4 separate regions of the Mus musculus genome follow, and regions 1, 3 and 4 are each linked to region 2. Evidence: chromatin contacts called from public ChIA-PET and HiChIP or PLAC-seq data. All regions are on one chromosome and are shown on one strand. The core of a region is the stretch at or near the end of the contact, and the rest is flanking DNA. Distances in the headings are between cores, read along the strand shown.

Region 1 (4,677 bases), core at 199-2,698, 310 kb before region 2:
TATAAGCTTTTCCTGGAGTGATTCACCCCAGTTTGATGCCTCTTGCTGGAGTATACTGAATTTAGACAGCTTGCAGGGACTCTAGCAGATCCGAGCATAGAAGACATTATGGACAGGTTTTGCCCTTTCACCCTTGCTAAAAACCGTTACATCCCTAAAGCCAGCCTTCAAGGTCTATTTGATTATTTTGTCACTGAGTCATTCCTGACACCAAGGTCCAACAATCAAAATTCATGATTCGGCAGATATGTCCAAATCAGGATTTACCAACTCACCCCAGCATGGCCTGCCCTTTCCTCTTAAAACCTCCACCCCAGGAGTGGTGTTTGTTTGTTTGTTTTGTTTGTTTGTTTTGCTCTTGCTTTCTTGTTTGCTTGTGTTTGTTGCTTCTGCTGCTGCCTTTGCAGCCCAGCCTCCTGCCCCTCTGGAGTAATAAATCTCCTTGCTAAGAATTTGGTGTCCTGTACCGATTCTGGGGGTGGAGGGCAGACTTTGCTTTTACAGCTTCCTAAAATGCCATACAAGATCCTTCAGACAGCTTGACACAAGAGATTAAATAAACTTTGTGGGTTAGAATCCCTGAAACACGGTGTGGAGGAGAGGAGGCTGCTGATCAGACTAGACTGCTCAGTCATACCAGGAGCTAGAAAAGACACACACACACACACACACACACACACACACACACACGAGAGGTTGGGTTGGGGGGGACGACACCAGAGTCACACGACACAGAGGGAAAGACACAATATAAGACATGAATGGAGATGTTAATTCTGAGACTCAGAAATGACACACACACACACACACACACACACACACACACACACACACACACAGAGAGAGAGAGAGAGAGAGAGAGAGAGAGAGAGAGAGAGTTAGAAACACACACACACAAATGGAGACAGAGAGCACACCAGTACTTGGTATCTGAGATACTATTGAATTATGGATTTTTGGAGGGAGAGGTCTCACTACATGTCTTGAACTCAAGCATTTTAGTGTTCCTGATATCTCAGCCTCTTCAGTTGCTGAAACTACAGCTGTGTACCAGCACTTTAAATTTCCCTTATTAAACATTTCAAAGATTTTATGTCACTCAGTGTAGAAACCCTAAACAGTCATAGTTCTTTACGTTTTTGAATCTGCATTTGAATGGAAGAGTGGGTTGAAGGAAACCCTCATGCATCCTTTCCAGGACTGTGTGATGTGGGCACTCCTCTGCATGCTGCGTAAACCGATCACCAGTTTCCCAAGAGTCAAAGCCAGCTGCAACCAGTGCTGCTTGCAGTCCTGTCAGGGCAGCCCAGCTGGGCTTTTCTAGCAGGGGCAAGGGCTTCTCAGTTATAAAGGGATTCTTGGTTATTAAACGTCATGGCAACTAACACTGTGCTCTCACAATGCTCCAGGCACTAAGCCACACTGGCCAGGTCCACTGCTATGTCAGTCTGTGAGTGTAGAGTCCTTAAGGCTTAGAAAGCTACACAGCTGCCTGGGGCCAAAGAGCTACTGCAGAAGTCCAAATAGAGCCGGCAGCGGCTGCGTCCACAGCCTTGCTATGCTGGATTGTGGATGTCACTACAGCTAGATAGACTTTGTATTCCTCCAAGGCATACATCCATCTTGTTACAAGCTTGGTCCACAGGCTGACAATATGGAAGGGGTTGGGAATGATCCAGAGGCAGACATAACGAGAGGTACTCAGGTCATCAGGACTCTGTTCATCCTATCCTAAAGGCTAAAAATGAGACCGTTCCCTTTTCATAGGCTTTGCCATGGTATGGTCCTCTCACTTAAACCTGTGTCCTCTTTAATCCAGCTACTTTTGGTATTGAGCTTCCTTAGTGAAAGCTGATGAACACAAACAAGGACCCGTCCATCAGCCACAGCACTCGGATGGGCTGGTGGCCACAGTCTGAGAAACACTAACAGGAAAGACAGTTCCTGCTCTGGACTGGCAGTCGACTCTGGTTGATACAGAGCAGGCCTGTTCTACGGCTGCTGCCTTGATGTCACTTCCCTTCCTTTCCATAAGTGGGAGGATCCTGGGTGTTACTCCGAAGAGATCAGGTCATTTGTTTGACAACAATTGATTAGGTCCTTGCTGGCCCCAGGGATGCGAAGGTAAATGGGAAATGGACTCAGAGACATTCCAGAAGTATCTTAGCTCCTGACAAATGCCACAATTCTAGATGCAGATGCTAATGGCAACACAGAAGTGGAGCTTGATTTTGCCTGGGGAATCTTAAGAGCCTTGTTTCCCTAGTGCTGGGGAAGATGGCTTAGTGGCTAAAGCATTTGCCTTACAAGCAGAGAGACTCAGTTCAAAGCAGGAGGACCTCAGAACCTATGAAAAGCCATGAGAAGTGGTATGCAATTAAAATCTCAGTGTTTACACTCAGAAAATCTCAGTGTTTCTACGGCAAGATGGGAGGTGGAGAGGGAAGACTCCCTGGGAGCTCATGGGCCAGCTAACCTGGCATGTACACTGCCTAACAACAAACCATCTCAACAGAGTGGAAGGTGAAGATTGACACCTAAGGCTGTCCTCTGACCTCAGAGAAGAGAGGGAGGGAGGGAGGGAGGGAGGGAGGGAGGGAGAGAGAGAGGGAGAGAGAGAGAGAGAGAGAGAGAGAGTTAGTTAGTTAGTTCAGAGTCAAATCTGGTAGAAGCCCAAGCATGCCAGACACAAGAAGATATTTAAGACAACAAAAGCAGATAGCATAAAGTGGCAAGAAGATCGAGTGGACTGATGTTCCCTATATCGCTAATGCAGACTTACTCAGACTTAGCTGGAAAACTGGGAGGGATAAAGAACACTGGAAGCCTAGCAAAGCTTCAGCTTACATTTGCAAGTATTTCCCCAAACTGTACATGTCAGCGTGTATATAACTGACAACTGTTTTAACCATAATAAAATCAGCTTGGAACTCCCTTACAGGCAGTCACATACAACAGGAGGTAAACCCGCTCGGTCCCCAGCCTTCTCTTACTTTGGAACATAAACACGTTCTTCAGAATCATGGAGGCGAAGAGTCCGCGTGTGACACTGGCTAGTGAATGGGGAAGAAGGCTCCCTCCAACCCAGCACTCAGGACACCTAACCAGTGCGAGGACCACTCTGTGTGCACAGACGCAGCCCCTCTGCTGCCTACAGCAGAGCTCTAGTTCACTGTACAGGTGTCTTCCCTTCTCTCAGATCAACTGCTCTCAGTGGAGACTGCTCCCATTGCTCAGTCCTCTGAGAGGAAGAAACATTAGGTTGGGAGCCTCCAACCTGGGACAAGAGGGAGTGAGAGTGTGGGTCTGTATGGAGTTGCCAAGCTCCTAGATAAGGACTTTCCCAATGTCACCAGAGGTGACAGACCAGGCACCATGGATTACAACAGAGCAGGGCATCTCTCCACTGCACATTGGATCTTTAGGCTGTCTATCACTCTCCTTTGATCACAGCCAGGTTTCTCACTATAGATCTGTAGAGCAAGAGCTTCCCTGTCTAGTGTCGGGTGCTTAGAGCCACTGTGACACTACACATGCCTCATCTACATTAGACCTAAGCAACAGAAACTCCAAAGAACCCCGACCCTTTGAGTTGTTTCACGTTGAATTCTTCCCTTGTTTTGCTGTTCCCCAAAACCCCATCAGTAGAATAATCAGGATGGTCCTTGATACAACTGTTGGGTAAAGTGGGTATTATTTTTTTGGTGGCAAGGAAGCCTGGACATTAAGCAGCCCTGTTAGAAAAGTCACCAATAGGCACTGACTACTGAGCTGCCTCGACATGCTTAGTGGATTCTTTATGTGCTTGGCCACATGCCCACTGGGTTACCGAGCAGAATTCACTCTGCATTACAGTGGGACATGCTTTGTCTGAAAGGGACAAGACAGACAGGGAGCTGCTGCCTCAGTCAGAGGCCCCAAAGAATAAGCAGAAATCATGGCACCATTGTTAGTGCTTCGAATGAGATATGGATGTAAACAGATCAGATCTGAACCTCACAGTGGCAATCCACATGTGGTTGTCCAAGCTGAGATGTCCTGGCCATCAGATTTCTAACTTCATACAAGAAAAAAAAAGAAACCGAGTTTAAAGTCTCTCAGTAATTATTATCATAAGGTGGTTGTGGTGGAGTCACCTGGAATCTCAGTACTCCAGAGGCTGAAGGAAGAGGATAATGAGTTCTAGCCCAACTTGGACTACATAATAAGATCTTAGCTCAAAAGAACAAAAACAAAAAATAAACAACAAACCCCCCAGAAGACTATATTCTAGGACTGGAGAGACGGCTTAGCCATTAAGAGCACTGGCTACACTTCCAGAGGACCAAGGTTTGATTCCTAGCATCTGAATATATGGTGGTTCACATCAGCCTGTAATTCCAGTCTTGAAGGGATCTGATATCCTCTTTTTGGCCTCTGTGGGCACCAGACCAACATGTGGTGCACATACATACATACAGGCAAGCACCCATACACATAAAAATAAATAGCCCTTTAAAAAACTATATCATGTGGAAATGTTGGTTACATAGAATACTGACTACATAGAAATCTTAAATTCATTTCACTATTTCTATTATCTTTGGATGCTTACTGTGGCTTCTAGAACAATTTACCCATGTGGCTTACCTTGAATTTCTGCTGAATTGTACTGAGTGAGAAGGACTGGCTGGGCAG
Region 2 (5,203 bases), core at 2,649-5,148:
TGCCCATGGATTCTGGTATCCATGGTGGGACTTAGGCAGGACCTGGGGTGACTGATGTGGATCTGTCTGGAGGACCCTTATCCCCTCCCTCTCCTCTTTCACAGGACTGGGGAGCCGCTGAATGCTGCTTTCAGGGCCTCTGCTCCTTGTCTCTCAGAGAGAGCCACAGCACTGGAATGTGGCCTCTTGGTGTATAGTATAGGCTAGTGATTGCCTTAGTGAGTGTTAAGCCAGTGCAGGTTTGGGGGCGCAGTAAGGGGCGTTGCTCCTCTTGTCTCTGGGTATAGAGGAAGCCACCTCTTCTCCGAAAGGTTTTCTCCTCTCCGGCTCTCCTCTAGCCCAGCTTTGGATGTTGCCGCTGGGTAGGTAGATATAGCCAGCATCTTCCATGTTTACCCAGGAAGCCCTGGGGCTGCCCCTCTTTGCAAATGAACACTGGGGATGAGGAAAGGGCCCCGGACATTGAACGAACCCTAAGCTTCCCTGCAGTCTTGAGGCAGAAGGGAAAGCTCCCATCACTTACAGACCAGCTGAGGACCAGTCAGCACTTGCCCAGTGCTGGGCACACCCAGCAAGCGTGCAGGCTCTTTGCATGCTCCAAAGCCCTCATTACAGCCTCAGCATGTGGAACTGTTTCTGCTCCTGTTTGCAGAGGAGGAACGGAAGCTCTGGAGGGCCAGGCTGCTGGAGAGCATGGGGCAACTTAGACTAAACCCCATTCTCAGCCAGTTTTAGCAAGAAAACTGGGTTTAAGCCATGGAGTCGGGGAGCCTTCAGAAGAGAGCTCGGGGTTGGGGATAGATCTCAGGGGGCCCCCAGCACCACGTAAGCCAGGCTTTGTAGCGGACACCTCTAATCACAGCACCAGAGAGGTGGAAGATCGGAAATTTAGGGTCATCCTTGGCTACCAGCAGGTTTAAAGCCAGCCTGAGTTTCATGAGAACCTGTCTGAAAAGGGGAAGAAACAATTTAAAGTCAAGGATAAGAGAATACTTATATGTATCTTAATCTAGCCCTGCAAACAGGCTCATGTGTGTATGGGTAGGTGTGTGTGTGTGTGTGCTTCTGTGTGCACGCTCATGTGCATGTAGGGGTGAGTGTGATGGGAGGTGGCCTTGTTGGTACAGGGATACAGATGAAAATCTCCTTGCTCTTTCTGATCTTGGTGTTGCTCCTGGGTCAGGCCTTAGCTGTCCGCTGATGTCGCTTGGTTTCTGCCCCTTTTACTTACCTACCTGGAAGGCGTCTCCCCTGTGGCCCTGGGAATTCTCCAGTGGTGCCCTTAGGTCTGAAGCTGACTGCTCAGTAGAAGTGGAGGCGGAGGGCAAGGGATCCCTCACATAAATCTTGAGGTTGGTACTTGCCTTGGGGTTTCCATTACTGTGATGGAACACCATTATCTAAAGTCAAGTTGAAGCCGGCGGTGGTGGCCCTCACCTTTAATCCCAGCACTTGGGAGGCAGAGGTAGGCGGATTTCTGAGTTCAAGGCCAGCCTGGTCTACAGAGTGAGTTCTAGGACAGACAGAGCTACACAGAGAAACCCTGTCTCAAAAAAACAAAAAACAAACAAACAAAAAAGTCAAGTTGAAGGCTAGAGAGATGGCTCAGCGGTTAAGAGCACTGACTGCTTTTCCAGAGGTTCTGAGTTCAATTCCCGGCAACCACATGGTGGCTCACAACCATCTGTAATGGAATCCAATGCCCTCTTCTGGTGAGTCTGAAGACAGCTACAGTGTACTCACATAAATTAAATAAATATTTTTTAAAAAATCAAGTTGAGGAGGAGTGGGTTTGTTTGCCTTACTCTTCCACATCGTAGCTCATCACTGAAGGAAGACAGGACAGGAAGTGAAACGGGACAGGAACCTGGAGCCAGGAGCTGGTATTGAGCCCATGGAGGGGTGCTGCTGTCTGGCATGTTCCTCATGGCTTGCTCAGCCCATTTCTTATAGAACCCAGGGGCTTGTATCATACATGATGGGTTGAGCCCTCCCCTGTCAAACACTAAGAAAATGTCCTCTGGGCGTCCCTACAGTCCGATCTTAACTTTCTCAATTGAGGTTCCCTCCTCTCAGATGACTCTAGCTTGTGTCAAGTTGACATAAAACTAGCCAGCATAGTGCCTGCCCAAGCCATGCATTTTGGAACGGTTAGTAGAATTCACACCCTAGATGGGAAGCGCATACCACTTGTGTCAGGCCTTTTGTTGGGGCGGGGGCCTGTTTGCCTGCCTGAGCTGCCTCTTCCAATTTCCCAGATGGGGAGGGACTGCCCTTGGAATAGCAGGAAAGAGGACCCTCAGCGTTGTCTCCAGGGCTGTCCATAGGTCACTTGAGACCATAAATGAGCTTGGATGGAAACTGGTAAACTCATTTAGAAAGATGTATAGGGAAGGGCTGGATCATAGGTATGGGAGATGCAGAAGGTTCCTGGAGTCAGGTAGGGTGTGGGGATAGGTGTTAGCTAAAGACTGGGAGTGACTGCCATTGGTCCAACCACATGAAGTCCTCACCGTGGTCCAAGGGGTAGGAATGATTTCCTAGGCTTTACCATATTCCTGCTGGGGGGGATGTGAGTCTGCACACACCCCTGACTTCAGCTGGGCAGTGTGGTCTCTTGTGGGGTGAGGAGAACAGAGCCAGGTTCATCAGCCCCGAGCCAGGCTCGTGGCGAGCAAGGCCGCAGTCTGACTGATTGTTGATGAGAGACATCAGCCCGTAGCGAAGACCCAGGCTCTGTCTCGGAACCACAGTATGGCTTGGGCTCCAGTGGCCTCAGAAATGCTAGCTGCCTGCCTTGGTCACTTGGAGGGAAAACCATTCAACCCAAGATGAGGGACTCTTGATTCTGCCTTCTAACTTTGAGGTTCCCCAGAACAGCAGGAGTGGAAGGTCGTGACCTGGGGGGTGGGGATGGGGAGGCTGGAACGTGTGATCGGCACCCCCACACTGCTCTCCCACAGTAATAGTCCCAGAGGATCCGTCTCTGGCCTCTGCAGGCAGCAACTATAAAAAACGAATCTGCAGACAAAGTTGTCTTCTGTGGCAGCAGAGAGGAGAGAATGTCCCGTGTGGCTGACCCCACGTGGCTGTTCTGTCAACTTTGGAGACTTGGAAGCATTCGCTTCATGGCGATTTGGTTTTAAATGTGCCTCAAGGTTCGAGGTGTTTTTTTTTTTTTTTTAAGTTTGGGACAGTGAATATGTGTGCACGTACGTGGTGTATCTCTGGTAGAGTATAGACGATTTTGCCTATTTACATTTCTTGCTCTGTACCATTCACTAGTCTGATCTCCTTTTTGAGACGGAGTCACATGTACTAACTTTGTGTGGGGATTTGTGCACACCACAGCAGCATGTGGAGTCTGGACAGCGTGCAGGGGCTGGCCTCTCCTTTCATGGGGGGGGGGGGGGGGCGGGGCAGGGCGGGGATCTGAGATCATCAGGCTTCGAGACGAGTGCCTTTACCTTCTGAGCCATCTCCCCACCCAGTCTCGAATTTCTGATCCTCTTCTCTCTGGGATTACAGGCCTGCGCCAACACGCCAGGTTTATGAAGTGCTGGGGCTTGAACCCAGGGCTCTGTGCACGCTAGGCATGCCCTCCGCCAGCTGAGCCACGTGCACAGCCCCTGTTTGTTTGTTGAGACAGAGTTTTGCTATGTAACACAAACTGGCTTCAGACTGGTGGGCAGTCAGTCTCCTGCTCTCTGGGCTTGCATCCCACACTGCCTGGTTGTAGTGTGACCACGGGACAGCTCTTGTGGTTTTAGCCATAGCTGCACCCAGCCCTTAGAACTTCCCTTTAGATTTCTTAGTCCTTATCTTGTCTTCCTAAACTCTTGTTCCTGACCCAGACTTCAGGTTCTTCTTTACATTGCCATATAAGGCTGTCAAACAAGCAGAGGACTTTGAACTTCCTCTTAGGCTTCTTGCCCCATTGACTTCCTTGCTGGGGCACCCGCGCCCCTCCCCCGTGCCGCTGGCCTGGGAGTTGAGACACAACTCTCTATTCTCTTTCCAGACCTGGGGTCCACTGCCTTCCATGGTCTGGGTCACATGCATAAGCTTAGCAGTGCTGGCCCTGGGGCTGCTGGGAAGGGTCTTTGAATTTGGGGCTGCATAAGGCTGTCTCAGCTCTGCCCCCAGGGCCTTATCGTAACCTGGTAAAAGGCTAATGTATTGAGGGTGGATTCAGTCAGATTGTGTGAGGCTTGCCTCTCTTGGCAAATATTAACCCCTCCTCCATATCCTGCCATGTCTTGGTGGCCTTGCTCATGGTATCTAGGAAGCCGAGAACGTGATCTTTCTGGTGCTATGGCGACTTTGCTGATTTTGGTTTTTATTGATGTAAAATCCATTTAATGTAAAAGTAAGCTCTTTAACCACCCCTCCCTAGTTCCAAAGCATTTTGCTCCCTTTCTTGATATCTACATATAGTAGTTGGGGGTGAGGACAGTGCTGGGGCTTGAACCCGCGCCCTCCTGCCTGCTAAGGTAAGCACTGAACTGAGCCACACTCCTGCTCTGAGGCTGTAGTCCCAGGTCTGTGACCTTGGGCAGGCATTGTGGTCTTCAGACTCTGTCTTGTTTGTAAAAGAAAAATAATCTTGATTGTCTTTGAGAATTTTTATCTTTTGGTTTTTCGAGACAGGGTTTCTTGTGTAGCCCTGGCTGTCCTGGAACTCGCTCTGTAGACCAGGCTGGCCTCGAATCCCAGAGAGCCACCTGTCTTTGCCTCCTGAGTGCTGGGACTAAAGGCATATGCCACCAGTTCCTGGTGTCTTTTGGAATCTGAAAAGCTGCCATTGGGCTGGTGTGGGGCAGAGTGAGCTGCTCTTCTGACCCCTGCTGGCTTGCAGTCACCTCCACGAACTGTGCAGTTTTACCACAATGCGTCTTAGATGACATCTGCCGTTTCCTGTTTTGTCTCCCACCCCTGGTCACCTCTGGTCTGCTTTCTCTGTGGATTTGCCTTTTTTGGACATTTCCTGTCAGAGGAACCAGACAGTGGGTGGCTCTTCATGTCTGTCTGTTTTTGCCCATGTTCAGGGATTTGTTCGCCCATGTTGCACCGGGCATTAGAATTTCATCGATGACTAATTAATGCGTCACCATTTGGAACGTCCATGCATTGAGGGTCTGCCTTACCCTCTCTTCTCATCTGATGGCTAGCTACCTGGGGTGCTTGGCTGTTTGGGGTGAAT
Region 3 (5,343 bases), core at 845-3,344, 290 kb before region 2:
GTAAGTCTGAGGCTAACCCGGGCTATATGAGATCCTGCCTCAAAATAACTAATTACATAAGTTAATGTTAAGTAAAATACATGAGCTGGTAACTTAAAAAAATTTTTTTAATTTTATGTATATGAGTGTTTTGCACACATGTATGTATGTATGTATGTATGAATGTGCAGCATGCGCCTCCAAGGTCAGAGGAGGGCATCATGTCCCCTGGAACTGTAGCTCAGATAGTTGTGAGCTATTGTGTGAGTATTGGGAACCATACATGGGTCCTCTGCAAAAGCAGCAAGTGCTATTAATTACAGAGCCACCTCTCCAGCCATCTCCAAGTCAAGCTTATATTTTATTCTTGTGTGTGTGTGTATGTGTGTGTGTGTGCATTTGTATGTCTGCCTGGGTACTCCAAGGCCAGAGGTCCTCAAGGGATGGGGGATTTTTCAAGACAGGGTCTCTTGCTGAGTAAGGTGCTTTTATTATTTAGCTAAGCTAGATCCGCACAAACAATCTGACCGTGAGTGTGCACAATTTATTTCCTGTTTTTAACATCCTGTTTGTGTTGTCTTGAGGAAAACACACTGTCTCTGGAGGCAATACTGCCTTTATCAATCTTGCTGGTTTCTTAACTCTCAGCGAGCAAGAAAGGTCAGGGTGAGGGCTTTTTTCTGTTCCCAGGGTCCTTGAAGTCCCTGTCTTTCTATTCTGCCTCAATTCCATTCAGGTCCGCCTCAGTGAACTGCTAAGCTCATCGGGGTTACCTACAAGTGCATGGCTATTTAGAGGTGTATGGGTAACTGAGGCATTGCCAACACTGAGAAGTCCACCCTAGCATGGGAAAACATGCTCATGACACAGCCTGCAAGGCTCCAGAAAGTCTCCTCTAACCAGCAACAGTGTACTCCTTACATGATCCACAAGACCTCCCGGGTCTTATGGGTGTCCTGAGCCCCGCTTTCCATCCTGAGGAAATAGCTACCTAGGGCAGGCCAAACAAGAGGCACCTGAAAGGTTGGTACCATAGTGAGTATATGGATGCACAAGACGTAACCACAAAAGGGGCTACAGAGCCTGCGAGTCTGCTTAGAGGTGGTCCTTCCAGAAAACCTAGGTTTGGTTTCTTAGCACCCATAAGCCAACTCAAAACTGCTTACGCCAGTTCCAGGGTATCTAAATGCCCTCCTCGAGCATGCACGTGGTACACAGATATATATATGCGGGCAGAACACCCACAGACATAAGAATTAAAGAAAGAATTAAATAAGATTAAAAAGATGTAACCATAATTTTTCAAACCCAAAAGATGCTTTTTTTTTTTTCAAGATGGCATTACTATATAGTCTAGAGTGGTCTCGAACTCCGAATCCTCCTGCCTCAGCCTCCTGAGTGCTGGGACTTAGGCGTGCACTTCCATGCCTAAACTTAAAAGCTGTAATTTTGGAGCAGTTAATCTAATGCACCCTTATTTCCAAAAATCTGGCTCGAATAGCAGTTTCTGGGCGCGGGGACAGGAAACCCAGCGAAGATGGCGTGCGTACCCCAATGGGCTAGATCCCGGAGCTGTCATTATAGCCCTTTTTAGTATCACAGCACACCTTGCGTTTGCCAGTTTAACTACCAAACACTTCTCTGCCCTGGACAAATTGTGCTAAGTCTGTCAGGGGACTCAAGAGGCAGGGGACGGGTGAAGGTTATAAAAACACTCGTTTCTACCTCCGCAAAACTCTGGCCGGTCATCAGGAAGGGGTCGCAGCGACGCTCCAGCGACCTGGGCATGGAGGTGTGCAAGCCTGGACCCAGGAGTCCCATCTCCGGTCCAGGGCGCTGCCTCGGGCTCCCAAACGCCCTCTGGCTCAGTTGCTTCCACCCCCGCGCCTCTATCCTTCATCTCCGTAGTTCTCCCTCCTCCACCTGGCACCGACATCCTTAAAAAGAGAATCGGAGTCGCCACAAACTTCATCTATGTATGGTGCGGCGGGAAGCCTTATCGAGTGCTCTCGAACGGCAACGCGGCGTGGCCCTCGCGGCGCCCCGTAGGCACTGATTTCTCTTCCGGGCCACCCTTCCCGGGGGATCTCCGTTTAGTAGTCTTGCCGTAGATGCTGCTGCCTCTCCTCCAAGAACCGCCGAGTTCTTGGAAGCCCGGTCTTGGATGAAATCGCCAGAGCCTCCCCGCGATCCGCCTCCCGGAAGCCCCGGGCGGCGCGACCGGAAGGACGCAGGCGCAGCGTCTTGACCTCGGCCTGGTCCAGTTCCGGGGTCGTTCGGCTCGGCTGTGCCAGTTCGGCGTCGGGCTCCCGCTTCTGCTGGGGCTGCTGCCTCTCGCCCACCGGCCCGGCCGGCCCGAGCAGCGCGGAACCGAGCCGGATCCGGGTCCACCCGGCCCGGCCATGAGCGCTGCCGCATGATGCGTCGCCGCCCGCGCCGTTGCAGCCGCCGGCCACCAGGAGCCTCAGCACTGGGCGACCCCGCCCGGGCCTCGGGTGAGTGCGGGGAGAGCGGCGGCCGCGACCCCGGGCGGCTCCCCGCCGCCTCCGCGCTGCGGTCCCCTCGGGGGCTCTCCAGTCTCCTCTGCGGACCCCGCAGGATCGAGCCCCATTTGCACCTGCAGCCTTTTGCCTGACCTTGGGCGCTCCAGAGCTAACGTCAGGGTGGCTGTCATAAAGTGCTGTCACCGGTCTGCGAGCTGTCAAGTTTTTTTATGGTCATGCTTCGTCGCAGGTCTGTCTTCCCAAGGCCTCTGTTGTCTCTCTTTAGCGGGACTCTTCTGTTCTTTGCCGGTCTCCCTTCTCTTCCCCCCTGCCCCTGGCCATGGTGTTAGGAGGGTAGTTACCCGGAAGGGCATCTGGGATAATCGGGTCAGCTTTCAGGGCAATAAGGTTCAACTCTATTGAGCTGTCATTATTTCTAGAACTAAGTCCCTTCTAGCTATTAAATAGGCACATTTTATTAGCTCGTGAACAGCCAGTTTATTGTGGCAATTAAATTGGAGTAGTCATAGTTGCAGCAGTCTGCACTGTAGCGGCTTTCACTGGTGTGTGTGGCGCTGTCCAAATCCAAGCTACAGTCTGCTTTGCAATCAGTCCCCTTAGTGAGGGAGTACACTTGTGTTTATTTTACTGCCTTGGGAGAGAGGTCATTTATATTTCTTGGTAAATCTGCCCAGCACACCACTCTGATCTTTCCAAAGTTGTTTATAACTTTCACTTAATTCATGCTACATTTAGAAACAACAACAAAAAAAGATACCTTGTGATACTTGCCCCTGCAGAAGTGGTTAAAGAGAAAGGTTCTTGGAGGTATTTTACAAAATGGGCTAATGGGAGTGTTAATTTCATTTTTTGAACGTTGCACAAAATAGACAGGTTGGGGGTGTTGAAACTGTGTTGTGTACTCTGTGGAGTTACTGGTAAGGAGTTACTGGCTTCTGGGCTGAGAGTGGGAAAAAGTGAAGAGATAATTTCACTCAGAATTTGTTCAACAGCACTTGACTCTTGAGTGTCTGGGCGCTTGGTCGGTTGATATACTTAAAAATAAAACTCTAAGCTGGATGTAATGGGTGCACACCTTTAATCCCAGCATTTGGGAGGCAGAGACAGGAGGATTTCTGAGTTCAAGGCCAGCCTGTTCTACAGAGTGAGTTCCAGGACAGTGAGGGCAACACAGAGAAACCATGTCTCAAAACAACAACAACAAACAAACAAATTAGAACTCTGTGGCTTTGCTGCTCATCATGCCTTAAAATCAAGCCCTTTTTAAGAATGGAAGAGAAGGCAGGTATAGCCCCAGCATCCAAGAGGTAGAGGTGAGAGGATTGAAAGTTCGGACCTACCCCAAGCAAAGCAAAACAAGATGGGAAAGGACCCAAGCTAATGGGGTGGTCCTCAGTTCAGAAGTGTATGTGAAGTGAAAGGACAGGCAAGATTGTGTACTCTCATTGAAATTATTACTTTCTCACTTGAGTGTCAGTGATATAAGACAGTATGATTGCTCTTTCTTCACCTGCGGAAAGGAGACGAAGTCAGTCCCTACAAAAGGGACCTCTTGGGTGCATTGGAAGTGGTTTTTCATCACCCCAGAGCTTCCTAGCTTCGGTACCTGCCGAGCAGTGACACGTAATGATTTACTAGAGGCAGCTTTTGAGGAATATTTCTTCAAAGTAATGTTTTGATTATTGAAGTAACATATGTGCTGGGCGGTGGTGGCACATGCCTTTAATTCCAACACCTGGGAGGCCGAGGCAGGCAGATCTCTAAGTTCAAGGCCAGCCTGGTCTACAGAGTGAGTGCCAGGACAGCCAGGGCTACACAGAAGAGAAACCCTGTCTTGGAAAACAAAAAACAAAACAAAACAAAACCCGTAACATGCTTTAAGAATTAATTAATTAATTTATAAATGCGTGTGTGTATGTACCTGCCCCATGTGGGCCAGAAGAGACCATTGGATACCATGGAACTGGAGCTACAGGTGGTTGTGAGCTGAGAAATTCAGGTGCTCTGGAAAAAATGGCACGTGTTTTTAGCCACTGAGCCATCTCTCCAGCTTGTATACACTTTTTACAGAATGCTCAAAGCATAAGAACAGAACAGAATGTGTACAATCAAAACTGTCAGTCAAGTTCATATTCCCTAAACTGAGCTCCAAGGCAGGTGATACCTTGAACACTTCAGTTGGACCAGCTGAGAGTTTAAGTCCTCTGTGAGCATTGCTGAGATGCAAAGTTTAGGAGGAACAACCTCACTGTCCACACTGCAAATTGGGGTGGGGTAAAGCCACCAGCTTGGTCATGGTTCACAGGAAGGATTCAGAGCCCACTGAAAGGGATGGCAGTTAGTTGGTTTATTACAAAAAAAGGCTGCAATTAAATTTGGCCAGGGGAGAACGGAAGTCAGGGACATCTCAAATACCAGCTTCTGCCATCCTAACATTGCTGTGTGACAGTGTGTATGGAGTATTGCCAGCTCAGGCATCCTCTGATGCAGAGGTGTGATTGGTTAGCAGTGCAGTAGGAGGCCTTTCTTCCATGCAGGTGGATTCTGTGATGCAGAGCCTCCCAGCTCATGCACTGTTAGTCTTTTCAACTCTTCCTGCTTGAAGATGGAAGTCTTTGCTTTGCCATTGACTAATCACTGTCCCCTCTAAGTTGTGGAGGACATAAAGATCAGTGAATGTGGTGGTTTGTATATGCTTGGTCCAGGGAGTGGCACTACTAGGAGATGTGGCTTCGTTGAATGAAGGGTGTCACTGTGGGGTAGGTTTTGAGATCTTTCTCCTAGTCATATAGGAGCTAGTCTCCCGTTTGCCTTCTGAACAAGATGAACCCTCAGCTCCTCCCGCACCATGCCTGCCTGG
Region 4 (4,609 bases), core at 1,611-4,110, 390 kb after region 2:
GGAGAGGGAGAGCCGCTAGGGGCCCAGAATGAACCCCCAGGAGGCCTAGCACTCCCCCCTCTTGCTGGGCTCAGATTGCTTCAGATGTGGGAAAGCAAGCCAGAGCCACCTCCGTGCCAAAGCAGCTCCACTGGGTTTCCTTCCTCAAATGCCTCTCCTATCTCAGTGACTCAAACAGCTCCACGCACATCCAGACTCCAAAGGCTTTACCCACACCCTGACTCCTCAGACTCAGTGCTCACCCTGACCAACAGCAAATCTCACCAGCTCCTCCTGAAAACCTCTTTGGGAGTTGGATGGTTGACCCATGCCGACAATCCTGCCTCAGGGACATTGTGCAGCAGCTGCCTAGGCACACGGTCCCCAGGGACGTGCTTTCCGAGTCCACCATCCTTATTGGCTCAGCTTGAAGGCTTCTATTCAAACAGCCCAGGAGCAGCCTGCATACACTTCCTGGGGCTGGAGAGATGGCTCAGTGGGCAAGCCCGCTTGCTGTACCGTGATTCAGAGGACCTGAATTTGAATGTACATAGACTTCAGGCATGGCTGTGCATGCCTGTTATCCAGTTGTTAGTGAGTGGAGACAGGTCAACACACCTCAAGCTTCAGGTGTAGTGGGAAGGCCGGGCAGAGTGGCAAATAAATGCCTTTAAACTCAGCACTTGGGAGCCTGATTGAAAACGCAGAGGAGAGCAGCAGAGGGAGGCATGCACATCTTTCTCTGGCTTCTACATACACTTGCCTGGGTGTGTACACACATACGAGTGCGTGCATGCATGCGTGCGCCTGCGTTTACCCACACGCTGGCTCGGTTTGTGTTTTCCAGAGCCCTTGCCATCCCTTCATGTGCTTTAACACTTACCTGTGTGTGTCTGTGTGATCCTCCACACTGGGATGTGGGTTCCGGGGGTGGTGGGGGTGGGGTGTCTTTCCCTTCTTTCCCTCTTAGGGATGGATCTCTCTGACCCTGGAGAAAGGAAACCAGATGGCCAGCTCTGGTGGGGCCCAAGGGGCCCAGTAGGGCAGGTGACCAGAGCCCTGGCTTGCTTGTTGGATGGCAGAAGAGGATGATCTGGCCAGCACTGAGGTTCCTGGGAGCCTCCGGATGCTGGGCCCACAGGAAGCCTGTAACCCTGCCAGGGTGCTGAGGGAGTTAGGTCAAAAGCCAGGTCTTATTATTTGAGGAGCCTGGGAGGAAGCACCTCCACGGAGGTCACAAGGGGGCTAGCCTTGGAATGGGGTGGAGTGGGGCAGAGCTCTGCTGCTGGCCAGCTATACACATGGGTTTTGAGGGGTGCAGAGCTCACAGGGCTACCACCCCATGGTTCTTAGGGGCAGGCAAGATGAAAAGGAACAAGCCCCTCTGGGTGGTGCAGGGCACTGGACTGGGGAAGGTCAGAAAACCCTAGGGGGCAGGGAGGAGAGGGTGGGGGAGGGGCAGGCTTGATGGTGTGCAGGTTGAGGGAGCAAGGCTTAAGGGTGCCTTAAGCGTGGTCCCCCACAGTCTATACAACAACTGATCGGCTTCTCTTCTAGTGGCTATCTAGGATATTCTGTGTCTTTGCATCCAGTCTCTCCCCTGTTATAGGGGGAAAATGTGACATAGGTGGGGGGGGGGTAGAATGTGACGGGGAGGAAGAGTGGGACGGGGAAGAGGAGTGATGGTACCCCACCCGGGGCCCCCACACACCGAGACAATCCCCAGTGGCACCTTTGCCAGAAGCAGAGTCTCACGGGGTAATGGGGACCAGGAGAGAGCCAGCTGTCTGCAGCTTCTGCAGTTGCCTGTGGCTGTCAACTTGAAGGTTTGGGAGTTGTGCTGTCAGCCCTGGAGGCCTTTTGAAAGGGGGAGAGATTGTGTGGTGGCGAGGACCTGCAGGTCCTGCCTTGTGTGCATGGAGTCTATGCTCAAAGGAATGAGACAACTGAGCCGCCTCATCAGGAAGTAGCAGGATGCCAGGGAAGGTCCTGCTGAGTCCCCTGGACAATGGAAGCCTCTACCGCCAGGCTATCTGGCTCCTGTGTGTTCTGGAAATCAACCTATCCATGGAATGGATGCTTATATCCAATTTCAAGAAGCCTGAATTTATTTATTTATTTATTTATTTATTTATTTATTTATTTATTTTTGATTTTTCGAGACAGGGTTTCTCTGTGTAGCCCTGGCTGTCCTGGAACTCACTCTGTAGACCAGGCTGGCCTCGAACTCAGAAATCCACCTGCCTCTGCCTCCCAAGTGTTGGGATTAAAGGCGTGTGCCACCATGCCCGGAAGCCCAAATTTATGATAGAGACAGGTCCCAGTTCAGAGAGCTTCAATCTGGTCTGAAGATGCCCTGGGGCCACCAACAGGCAGGACCAGGAAAGGCTTAGAAGCAAGAGGCTGAGGGACTGGGAGGGCACGGAGACTTCAGAGGCAGCCTCTGCTGGCATATGTAGGGAGGAGGGCGAGCCTGCAGGCCCCGCCCAAGGCTTGGGGGTGGTGGCAGCCCTGTTCCTGAAGCTTTCTGCTGTCTTCCAGGGACAGTTGGGGTTCTGTGGATAGGGGTTAGGGTCAGCAGGACCCTGTGGGTCTCTGCACAGAGAAAGGGGAAAGGCAGGCAGCCTATAAACTGGGCCTTACCCAGTGGGGCAGGGGTGAAGGGGTCTACCCTGACAGGGCAAGGGAGGCTGGGAGGGTCACAGGCACCTGGCACACCCACATGGTGCATTCCAGTGGGAGCCCCTCACTAGGGCATGCTGTCGCTGCTTGCAGACTCAACCAGAATGCTAGCCTCGGCTGAATCGAGAGAGGCCGAGTCTGAGTTTCCATACTGTTTGGGCCCAAGCTGTCCCTGGTTTTGTTCTACAAAACCACAGAAGAGGCTGGGTGGCAGAGCTGGCCTATGACTCGAGGAGAGTCCGGCCTGGGGAGGCTAGGGTGAGTCAGTCCCAGGCCCGAGGCCTTTGCCACGGGTTCTACGTTTAATCTTCTGAAGTGCAGTCCCTGAGGCAGGACCCACCCCAGCAAGCCCATTTTGTTGAGGAGACTGCTGCTTGGCGCTCTCTGTGCTCCCTTGGGATTATCCAGTTAGCCCTGCTTTGGGGCCCCATCTAACAACCTGACTCCTCAGGGGCGTGGCCACCACCTCCCTAGAACCTTCCTGCTCTATTGCTCCCTGACACCATGTAGACCCCAACGGCCCTTCCTGCCACAGGCCTGCTTACCTGATGATGAACTGCTTCTGTGGCGGAGCTGGTGGAAGGGACTGCTGGTGGGGAGGGGGTGGGGGGAAGAAGGCTCAGCGTAGCTGGCCATCCCCCAGGGGACCCCACCCCACCCCCATGAGGCAACAGGGATCTGGGGGATGAGGGACCCAAATACCTGTTTGTTGCATCACAAAGTCCTGCCAGAAGGCATGCTGTGAGCTGGTTCCCCGAGTCTGGACAGTGTCAGCAGGGCCCTTAAGAATGAAGCATTCTTTTTTGTTTGTTTTGTTTGTTTTTGTTTTTTTGAGACTGGGTTTCTCTGTTTAGCCCTGACTGTCCTGGAACTCACTTTGTAGACCAGGCTGGCCTCGAACTCAGCAATCCACCTGCCTCTGCCTCCCCAGTGCTGGGATTAAAGAGTTACAGAGACAAAGTTTGGAGCTAAGACAAAAGGATGGACTATCCAAAGACTACCCCATCCCGGGGATCCATCCCATAATCAGCCACTATGCATATGCCAGCAAGATTTTGCTGAAGGGACCCTGGTATAGCTGTCTCATATGAGGCTATGCTAGTGCCTGGCAAATACAGAAGTGGATGCTCACAGTCAGCTATTGGATGGAACACAGGGTCCCCAATGGAAGCGCTAAAGAAAGTAACCAAGGAGCTAAAGGGATCTGCAACCCTATAGGTGGAACAACAATATGAACTAACCAGTACCCCCCGGAGCTTATGTCTCTAGCTGCATATGTAGCAGAAGATGGCCTAGTTGGCCATCACTGGGAAGAGAGGCCCCTTGGTATTGCAAACTTTATATGCCCCAGTACAGGGGAATGCCAGGGCCAAGAAAAAAAAGCATCCTAGCCGGGCAGTGGTGGTGCACGCCTTTGCCTTTAATCCCAGCACTTGGGAGGCAGAGGCAGGCAGATTTATGAGTTCGAGGCCAGCCTGGTCTACAGAGTGAGTTCCAGGACAGCCAGGGCTACACAGAGAAACCCTGCCTGGGGGGTGGGGGGGAGAATGAAGCATCCTTCAAGGTGAGCTGAGGCTGGTGGGAGCCCTGCTGTGATCAGCCCAGCCCCCCCAGCCCTTATTGCTGGCTCTAGCTCACCTTGTAGGACCTACCTGCCTCCTTGAGCTGCTTGTGGGTGACAGGCCGGTTCAGGACTATATAGGACAGAGGCAGGCTTGGAGGGAGATAGGGAAAAAGTGGAGGGGGGGGGGCAGAAGAGGATGTGAGAGCAAGAGGGGACGATGTGGAGCTGGGAGAAGGATGAGAAGAGCAAAAGGAGAGGGAGAAGGAAGAGTGGGGAGGAAGGAAGGGGGAAGAGGAGTTGGGGGGGAGGAAGGGAGGAGAGGACTAAAGGAATGGGCAGAGAAAAGGGAGTGTGAAGATGGAGAAGTATGGGAGGATGGAGAGA

What was found. ChIA-PET counts read pairs in DNA pulled down with a chosen protein or histone mark. HiChIP or PLAC-seq counts read pairs in DNA pulled down with a chosen protein or histone mark.
Region 1: an H3K4me3 HiChIP or PLAC-seq map of bone marrow-derived macrophages shows a contact between it and region 2, with 4 times the contacts expected there. The contact joins two enhancer-like sites. A contact is called at or near these places in 2 of 115 datasets of contacts at active chromatin or transcription factors (bone marrow-derived macrophages and memory CD8 T cells) and 2 of 9 other capture datasets (adipose tissue and liver).
Region 3: an RNA polymerase II ChIA-PET map of memory CD8 T cells shows a contact between it and region 2, with 11 read pairs. The contact joins the promoter of Zdhhc7 here to the enhancer-like site in region 2. A contact is called at or near these places in 4 of 115 datasets of contacts at active chromatin or transcription factors (embryonic stem cells, memory CD8 T cells, microglia and 1 more) and 2 of 9 other capture datasets (adipose tissue and liver).
Region 4: an HNF4G HiChIP or PLAC-seq map of pancreatic cancer cells shows a contact between it and region 2. The contact joins two enhancer-like sites. A contact is called at or near these places in 3 of 39 promoter capture datasets (the C10 cell line, cranial neural crest and frontonasal cranial neural crest), 5 of 115 datasets of contacts at active chromatin or transcription factors (effector CD8 T cells, embryonic stem cells, memory CD8 T cells and 2 more) and 2 of 9 other capture datasets (adipose tissue and embryonic stem cells).

Annotation. Positions count from the first base shown.
Region 1 is chr8:120,121,767-120,126,443 of GRCm38.p6, reverse strand. The region is part of intron 1 of 6430548M08Rik (RIKEN cDNA 6430548M08 gene); the gene reads right to left. Among named protein-coding and RNA genes, the nearest start is that of 6430548M08Rik, 10 kb to the right of the region's middle. Within about 2 kb of position 1,448, at least 44 of the 459 cell types and tissues checked have an H3K27ac peak or open chromatin away from gene starts, as enhancers often do. A contact at or near this core is called in bone marrow-derived macrophages, where this site is marked.
Region 2 is chr8:119,811,811-119,817,013 of GRCm38.p6, reverse strand. The region is part of intron 3 of Cotl1 (coactosin-like 1 (Dictyostelium)); the gene reads left to right. Among named protein-coding and RNA genes, the nearest start is that of Cotl1, 26 kb to the left of the region's middle. Within about 2 kb of position 3,898, at least 163 of the 459 cell types and tissues checked have an H3K27ac peak or open chromatin away from gene starts, as enhancers often do. A contact at or near this core is called in adipose tissue, bone marrow-derived macrophages, liver and 3 more, where this site is marked.
Region 3 is chr8:120,098,223-120,103,565 of GRCm38.p6, reverse strand. Zdhhc7 (zinc finger, DHHC domain containing 7) reads left to right here and starts at 2,094. Exons shown (of 8, transcript NM_133967.3): 1 at 2,094-2,474.
Region 4 is chr8:119,417,687-119,422,295 of GRCm38.p6, reverse strand. The region is part of intron 3 of Gm32006 (a long non-coding RNA gene); the gene reads left to right. It also overlaps a transcript of Mlycd not described here. Among named protein-coding and RNA genes, the nearest start is that of Gm32006, 9.6 kb to the left of the region's middle. Within about 2 kb of position 2,860, at least 38 of the 459 cell types and tissues checked have an H3K27ac peak or open chromatin away from gene starts, as enhancers often do. A contact at or near this core is called in pancreatic cancer cells, where this site is marked.